2 separate regions of the Canis lupus genome follow, and region 2 is linked to region 1. Evidence: chromatin contacts called from public Hi-C data. All regions are on one chromosome and are shown on one strand. The core of a region is the stretch at or near the end of the contact, and the rest is flanking DNA. Distances in the headings are between cores, read along the strand shown. Region 1 holds the start of XPA (DNA repair protein complementing XP-A cells). Region 2 holds the start of TRMO (tRNA (adenine(37)-N6)-methyltransferase).

Region 1 (4,490 bases), core at 1,278-3,777:
GAAAAGTAAGTAAAAGTGGTCAATGGCTTAACTAGGTAAGCCCATATGTTCCTTTGTGCATAAACAGGTTAATATATATCAAGCAAGACAAGGATGTCCACTATTAACACCTCTACCCAATATTATACTGAAGGACCCAACTAGTGCACAATGGTAAGAAAATAAAATGGGCATATAGGCTGGAAAGGAATAAAAACAGTCTTTATCCACAGATAATGTGATTATGTATGTAGAATATCTACGAGAATCTACAATCAGAACTGAGAAATAACATCTAGGAAGAGGTGTAACACCTCTACAATGCAACCACCACTTAGAATAAAATCAAAGACCTAAATATAAATAGAGAAATATATCACATACAGATTGGAAGCTTCAGTATCATATTTGGTGCTGAGATTTGTCTTCAGTATTTTTATTTCAGCCTACTGTAAGATTTTCATTTTATGTCTGCGCTAGCACATAGGCTAAAGCACATAGGAAAAGACTGAGAAGTTGCTTAGAATGTGGTGCTAAGGGCCAGGGGAAACATCCAGGCAGAGCAGCAGAGAGAAATGGGGCTTTGTCTTGGCATGACTGAGCATTGTTCAGTATCTTGCTCAAGTTATGGGCTCGACTACTCCAGCTGGTCCAAACCGAACTCCTTGAAGCTCAGCAGGGTGTATACCATGTTACAGCATAGTTCAGTTCAGTTCTCAGATAAGTGCCCTAACAGAATATTCAGCCTGCCTTGCTTTGCATGATCAGAAGTTTAATACTATGTTCTTTTTTGCATCCATTCCACAGCCATTTAGTACAGATCTACAAAGCTTGGTGAAATCATGAGTATGAATTAACGCAAATGAACAACTTTCGTCCTGACTCTAGAACATCTCAAGTTGAGAAAGGAATTTTTTTAAAAAGTTTTACTTGGGGATCCCTGGGTGGCTCAGCGGTTTAGTGCCTGCCTTTGGCCCAGGGTGCGATCCTGGAGACCCAGGATCGAGTCCCACGTTGGGCTCCTGGCATGGAGCCTGCTTCTCCCTCTGCCTGTGTCTCTGTCTCTGTCTCTCTCTCTATTAAAAAAAGAAAAAAAAAAAAAGAAAAAGTTTTACTTATTTATTCATGAGACACACAGAGAGAGAGGGTGGGGGGCAGAGACACAGACAGAGGGAGAAGCAGGCTCCATGCAGGGAGCCCGATGTGGGACTCGATCCCAGGACTCCAGGACCACGTCCTGGGCTGAAGGCAAGTGCTAAACCACTGAGCCACCCAGGGACCCTGGAGAAAGGAATTTAAAAAAACAAACTAGAAAACAGGATGAAACCAGAACTCTCCAAAGTAGCTAGAATTGGCAGATCCAGTGTCAGTATGAATATCAAGACATGCTATCAGCTCCTGTCATTTTTCTTTTCTTCTGGCTGATGAAAAGGGGTAGTAGATGACACAGCTCTAAAGTACGCTCAACACAGTATAGCATGTAGCTTTAGGAACAGGTGTACTTCATGTCATAGAGGCAGTCTTGAAAAACTGCATGTCCACCAAACTATTTTAGGTGCCCAAAGGAAGACGACAGTGCAAAGTTATAGGACATAAAGGTACCTACATGAAAGACATGCAGTCAAGGGCTGCCCTAAGAAAAGGGGGCGGGGGGGATAAATTTCAGACAGATGTAACAGACGCCTGGCACAGAAGCAGTTGGTGGCAGGAAAAGGCCAAGAAGCCAGTATGGGACGGGATGCGCTCCATTCTAGTCCTGATTAGCTTGTGAACCCGCCGCGATGAAGCCGGACAGGCAGATCCCTTTCCTTCTCTGGTCCTCAGTAAATCACCGCTCCCCAACCCTGCCCTGATTATCTCCAAGTTAACAAGTCAGCTAACTCGAGAGATGGGAGTCACAGCAGGTGCTACCCTAGAGAGCCTCACGAAGCCAGTCGCTCGCGTCCGTTTGCCCGCGGTGCCCGGCACGTAGCAGGTGCAGGATCCCAATACGCGCGCAGTCGCCTTTTTGGTGACGGGGATGAACCCGGGGGCGGTGCGGGGTGATCCCCGAAATGGGCCACGAGCCTGAACGCTTTATATGCGAGGCCCACCCCTGGCCCTTGGACGCGCAGCGGGGCCGGAAAGGGAAAGCTAAGGCGCCGACCGACAGCCCGACGCCCCGACGGCCCGACACCCGCTGGGACGCCCCGACCGGTGAGGGCGGCCGCATCCCCCAACCTCAGCGGGGAGCGGGGCCACCTGGGTGCAGGGAGGAGGCCCGGGCTCCAGCGCTTAACCGCTGGCGCTCTGGGCTCCGCGTCGGCCCTGGGAGCGGCCTCCCCGCGCGGCACCGGGCCCGCCGGAGGGAAGGGGCAGGCGCCGCCAGGGCCCAGACCTCCGGGAGCCGCAGCCGCCGTCGCCGGGTAGGGCCGGGCCGCCAGCCGGGCCTGGCGCAGCATCAGCGCCCGCTGCCTCTTCCGCTCGATGCTCGCCCGCACCGAGGCAGGCAGCTCTGCCGGCGGTTCCGAAGCCGCCGGCTCCGGCGAGGGTCCCCCGGCGGCCGCCATCTCCAGACGCCCCGGAGAGCCGAGGCTCCGGCCCCGCGCACGCGCACTGGCGCCGAAGCCCGCCCAGCGCCCGGTCAGGACGCCGGCACCGCCTCCCGGGCGACTCCGCTCGGCGGCCGCTGAGAAGGAGAGCGCCTGCGCGACCTGAGGCGGCTGGGGCGGGGCGGGAGGAGGGGGCGGGGCGGGAGGAGGGGGCGGGGCGGGAGGAGGGGGCGGGGCGGGAGGAGGGGGCGGGGCGGGAGGAGGGGGCGGGGCGGGAGGAGGGGGCGGGGCGGGAGGAGGGGGCGGGGCGGGAGGAGGGGGCGGGGCGGGAGGAGGGGGCGGGGCCTGCGCAGCGTCAAGGCAGGGAACTAGAAGGGGCGGGGCTGAGGGCGGTGTCCAGGACCCGGTCCTCCTCAAAATCCTGGTCTTGCCTGGTGGTCCAGAATATACGCTTTGGAGTCAAATCTGGGTTAAGTTCTAGCTCTGACATTTACCATTGGTTGCTTGAACAACTTACGTAACCTCAGGTAAATTTCTTCAGGAGCTAAACGAGGATGATGACAGACCGCTTCCTGGGTTGTTGGATAGATTAGCGGCCAAGGTGTCCAGCCCAACGCCTGGCATGTAGAAAGCTTCCAAAAATAATAGCAGCTAGTAGTACTAGCAGTGCCAGTCAAAAAAGCCCCATAGATGATTCATCTGACTTTATTATGAAAACATGGCCTAGGGGGCAGAGCCTTAGATTCGAAATGGGAAACCCTGGGTTCTAACTCTCACCCGCTATATGACATCAGGGGTACCAAAGCTGATATGCACGAACTTGGCTGTCTTTTCCATGAAATATTCCTTCAGTGCGGATGAAATGCCACCAGGTAGACAGTGGGTTTGGATTTGAGTCAAATCCTGACTTCCCAAAAGTGTGGTAAATGGAGCATTTTGCAAGAAATATTGCATGCTTTCCCAAAAACGTATGCTTTTTTATTACAAACGAAATTTCAAATGAAACCAGAAGGCCCATTATCTTCTAATTATTACATATATCATTAAAGACTAGTTTTCAGAACACCGAGGTTTCACACTAGTTTTCAATGATTAAAATTTTAGCAGAACCACCTAGTGGTTCTAATTTATTTATTATTAATTTATTTATTTAATCTAATTTGTTGATTATATTATTCATATATGTTAAATATAACTTAGTATATTTAATATATAAATATAATCTATATTTAATATATATTTTTTAAATCTGGAGAACATTATATAAAGCAGATAAATGCTCAGATCTTCTGGTTGAATGGAGATAGAGATCTCTCAAGCAATCCCTGTTTCCTTACCCCTCAGATTCCTTTCCCTTCCTATTTGTTGACCTTGTCCAGGTGACAAAATCTCAAATTCCATATAACACCAAAATCCCAAACAATAAAAGCAAAAATTTGATAATTTGGACTTCATCAAAATTTAAAACTTTTGTACATCAAAGAACCATCAAGAGGCGCCTGGATGGCTCAGTCGGTTAAGCATCTGCCTTCGGCTCAGGTCATGATCCCAAAGTCCAGGGAGCCTGCTTCTCCCCCTCCCTCTGCCTTCCACTCTGCCTCCTTGTGTACTTGCTCTCTCTCTAATAAATAAAATCTTAAAAACAAAAAAAGAACACCACCAAGAAAGTGAAAAAGATAACTCACAGAAGGGTAGAAAATATTTGCAAATCGTATATCTGAAAAGGGTCGAGTATCCAGAATACATAAAGAAATTTTATAAGTGAATAACAAAAAGGCAAGTAACCCAATTTTTAAATAAGCAAAGGACTTAATTAAATAGATATTTTTCTAAAGACTATATACAAATGGCCAACAAGCACATGAAAAGATATTCATCACTACTCATTAGGGAAATACAAATCAAAAGTACAGTGAGATACCACTTTACCACCACTAAGATAACTAGACTTAAAGGAAAAAAATAACAAAATAGTACGTG
Region 2 (4,377 bases), core at 885-3,384, 210 kb after region 1:
GAGCTTGCTTCTCCCTCTGCCTATGTCTCTGCCTCTCGTGAGTAAATAAATAAAATCTTAAAAAGAAACCAAAACAAGAACTCTGAATACAATGGAAGTAACGTTTGGGGGAGAACCTCATAATATGTCTCGATATCATAGAAAAAATATGTAAAGCACCTAGTACAACAGAAAGTGCTCAACAAAGATTGATTTTCCAAGCTCCTATTCAGGCTTTCGCCTCATTTTAACAATACAACTGTATTAATTGTGTAGTAAGAGAAAAAACCAACAAGTTATTAATGCAGAGTTTTTTTTAAAGATTTATTTAGTTATTAATATGAGAGAGAGAGACAGAGAGAGAGAGGCAGAGACACAGGCAGAGGGAGAAGCAGGTTCCATGCACAGAGCCCAACATGGGACTCGATTCCAGGTCTCCAGGATCACCCCTGGGCTGACGGCGGCACGCAGAGCCACCCGGGCTGCCCTAATGCAGAGTTTTTATACACAAAGTTTAACTGTATGTCTTAGTGTTGACAGATAGTTCAGGTCCTTTTGCCTTCCTGCCTGGACTGTTAAATTAACCTTGTCTTAATTCATGTCCCCATTACAGGCCCTTCCCCTTGTGCACTATATCAATACTCCAGATTCCGCGTTCCTTAATTTTATGCTACCCTCTTGCTAAATTTTCCACCTTTCTGTTAGCAGAGGTTATATTTCCTAACCTGATATTCAAGGTTCTCTACAGGGCTTGCTACAGCAGCCTGTATACTAAAATCAAGGTTCTCTACAGTGTGAATTCAATAAACCTCCATCCAGTATTTCAAACTTACAGCTCCCCCATTCCATGCTATGTAGACCTCTGAGCCCTGTTCCTTCCTGCATATTGAAATATTAGACCTGTAATCTGGCACTGTGCAATAATTTTTTTTAAATGAGCACAACCTTTGACCAAGTTACAGTACTTTTAGTAAATTTAATCTAAGTTAAATTTTTATAACATGTGCACAAACATTTTAGTTTTAAGAATTTTCTTCCAAAAAAAAAAAGAATTTTCTTCCAATTGAAAACTGGCAGTAACCTAAATGCCCAACAGTAAGTAACTGGTTAATCAGAACACATCTCTAAAGCAAAATGGGGGTGCCTGGGTGGCTCAGTTGGTTAATCATCTGCCTTTGGCTCCGGTCATGATCCTAGGGTCCTAGGATCGAGCCCTACATGGGGCTCTCTGCTCAGTGGGGAGCCTGCTTCTCCATCTTCACCTTGCTTATGTGAACGCATGCTTTCCCTCTCTCAAATAAATTTAAAAAAATTTTTTCTTTTAACGCAGAATAATGTGCAATCCCTTAAAATTATTAATGGCCATAGATTTATAGGGAACTTAAGTTTTAGAAAAAAAGTCATAAAACAGTGGCGTCACATAATCCCCTTTTTCTACCGTGCATGAACTGAAACAGGAATGGAAAGTAGACTCCAGGATATTAAGTGTGGTTTTCTCTGGGTGACAGCAGATTTTAATTTTCTTCCATTTGCTTCTTCTAATCTAATATTCTCTCTATAATGACGTGAAAACAAACTCATGCCCATCTCTTCCAGAACCAGTATAAAAAGATTTCCCGTCTCTCCCGCCTCACTTCCCTTAGTACAGGATGCCTCTCTCTCGTATTTATTAATTCCAAACCCGCTAACACCGGCGTTCGCATCCTCACTCTCACAGGAGCACGACCTCTGCGAGAAAGGCTGCTGCTGATCAGCACGTGGCTGCTCCAGCCACCGCGCCAAGCCCGACCCAGCCGCAGCTACCCCGCAACAGGAGATGACATCATTCCGCTCGCCTCGGCAAAATCACGTGGTCGCCCGTGCACGTGATCCGTGGCTTCGCAATAAGTATAATGACGCACTTTGGTTCAACTTGTCGCGTCTTGTGTCCCTCTCTGCCGTCAAGTCAGCGGCCTGCGCCTAGGCCTCCTTCGGGTGCGGAACCGCGGGTCTGTCAGAAGTTACCTGTTTCCAGAGCCGGCTTCACGCACCCGCACGGGGTCGCTGCGGGCCGAGACCCCGGCTCCTCCGAGCCGCGCATAGCTGCTGCTCACTGAGGTGTCGACCCTAGGCGACAGGCCTTCCGCTTCCGGTCCCCGAGCTTGGCGCCTGCGCAGAAGCCGCCCTGGAAGGTGCGGACCCAGAGCCTGGCGCATGCGCGGGGGGCGGGGAGCGGGGAGCGCCCTTAGCGGGCGCGGCCGGCGGCACCCGGAGGGTTTCGCTGGGTTTCCTGAAGCCCTTTCCCGGCCTCGGTTCCTCTCCCGGGCCCGGCTCTCCGTCTCCTCGCTCTGATCCTCTGCGACTCACCACCAGTGACTCCCGATTTCCTGCGCTTGCCGAGGGGGGCGCTTCCATGAAGAATTACGCACTAGGATGCCTCTCTCGGAACATTAATATAGGAGTCTACGTGTCCAGTGAAGGACACTGATTTTTAAAGAAAAAGGATGTGTACGTACAGTTACCACATAACCTAGTGGTCGGATGTCAGGAAATTAGACATTCTTGAGTGGTGAGAACACACATGATTATTTTATACTTCTGTATACTTTAATTTTTCCCATAGTAAAACGATGTTTTGTCAGCAAGGAACCCCAAGTAAACCTTATTTCTAATGGGGAACGTCACTGGAATAGGGGTTAAGAGGTGGGGAGGGGGGGGACTGGATTTTGTGCTCCATGCCAAACGGGAACTGGAGCAAGAATGAAATTGAGAGCCAATATGCCATGTACAAGGGAGAGACTGATCTTTTTTTTTTTTTTTTTTAAGACTCTATTTATTTACTCATGAGAGACGCAGGGGGTGGGCGGGGCAGAGATACCGGCAGAGGGAGAAGCAGGCTCCATGCAGGGAGCCCGACGTGGGACTCGATCCTGAGTCTCCAGGGTCACACCCTGGGCTGAAGGCGGCGCTAGACCGCTGAGCCCCCCCGGGATGCCCTAAAGATCTTTTTCTGTTCAGCTGTGAAAAGTTGAGAGCCAACAAGAATCCTGTTTTCATCCCACGCGATAAAAACAGTTATCCTTGCAGCGATGCTACTACCTTTTTACCTACTTACTTGTAACGTCATCTCCTTCCTATATCAAGTTTCTCTGTACATACAGTTCTGTGTCTGGGTTTAAAAAAAAAAAAAAAACCTGTGTGGGGCGGGGGGAACATATGGCTTGGAATATAAAATATTCAAAAGCATGCAAGTCCCCAGATGTTAAAGGCTCAACCATGAAAATCTGTTGCTAAACCTCTTTTCACTTGTCACAGAGTTATAGATCACTAATAGAAAACAACCAGTAACAGCCAAAGATTTAAAGAGAAGGTTGTGATTTAAAACACACACACACACACAGGGCAGCTCGGGTGGCTCAGCGGTCTAGCGGGGCCTTCCGCCCAGGGCGTGATCATGGAGACCTGGGATCGAGTCCCACGTCGGGCTCCCTGCATGGAGCCTGCTTCTCCCTCTGCCTGCGTCTCTGCCTCTCTCTGTGTGTCTATCATGAATAAATAAAATCTTTAAAATAAAAAATAAAACACACACTTTAAAATTGATAAAATTCATATATGTGTCTTCTGTCCATGAAAAAATTGGAAAACAATGCCTAATGGCATCTGTTTCCAGGAGAAATGCCATTCATCTGTGCACCTGCAGAAACAAGTTTGAGAACAATTGAGCTATATATATACTTCGTAAAACTGGGGCAGTAACACCTGGCATCGAGTTTGCCGCTAGATGGTGGTGTTGAAAGTGATACATCTCGCTTAATTTGTGGACAAACCATTGTGGAAAATGAGAGGTATTTGCCCGCCTGACCCTAGACATTATTATCTCATGATAATCAGGCCACAATCATGCATTACAGAGTGTAACAAGTATACTGAGATGCAAGGCCGATTTGGAAACACTGAATTAGCTTGCTACATCTAAATTTCAAAGGTAAATTTTCTCTTTATGGAAAATAGGAACTTAAATATGTAGCACCTTTATTATGTGCTCTGAGGCTTTTTTTATTATCCTTTCCAGAGTTATATCTGATTATTTGTAGTTTTTAAGGCAACTGTTTCTTTGGAGGTAAGACCTGGGAATATTCCTTTACAAAAACCTAAATGATTCTGATATAGGTGGTCATCATCCTACATTTAAAAATGGTTCTTAATCTTTCATTTGGATGAAGTATCCCTTTGAAAAAACAACTAAAGCTTCAGGACTTCTCATGCATCATTTTAGATTTAATAGCATAGGATTCATGGATTTTTAAGAACCACTATTGTACCTATAAAGTAGGGGTAGATGGTTGCAAAACTTTTGGTTCTGTGACCTCAAGGTTCTAAGCCAAGAAGAAAACTGTAAAGTGTTCAGATGCACACTGG

Evidence for each region. A called contact is a pair of places that touch in the nucleus more often than the background predicts.
Region 2: a Hi-C map of blood shows a contact between it and region 1, with 2.4 times the contacts expected there. The contact joins the promoter of TRMO here to the promoter of XPA in region 1. A contact is called at or near these places in 2 of 9 Hi-C or Micro-C datasets (both in blood).

What each region holds. Positions count from the first base shown.
Region 1 is chr11:55,329,046-55,333,535 of UU_Cfam_GSD_1.0, forward strand. It overlaps XPA (DNA repair protein complementing XP-A cells), which reads right to left and starts at 2,528. Exons shown (of 6, transcript XM_038552904.1): 1 at 2,357-2,528. The coding sequence starts at 2,528.
Region 2 is chr11:55,536,031-55,540,407 of UU_Cfam_GSD_1.0, forward strand. It overlaps TRMO (tRNA (adenine(37)-N6)-methyltransferase), which reads right to left and starts at 2,135. Exons shown (of 5, transcript XM_038552905.1): 1 at 1,984-2,135. The coding sequence starts at 2,059.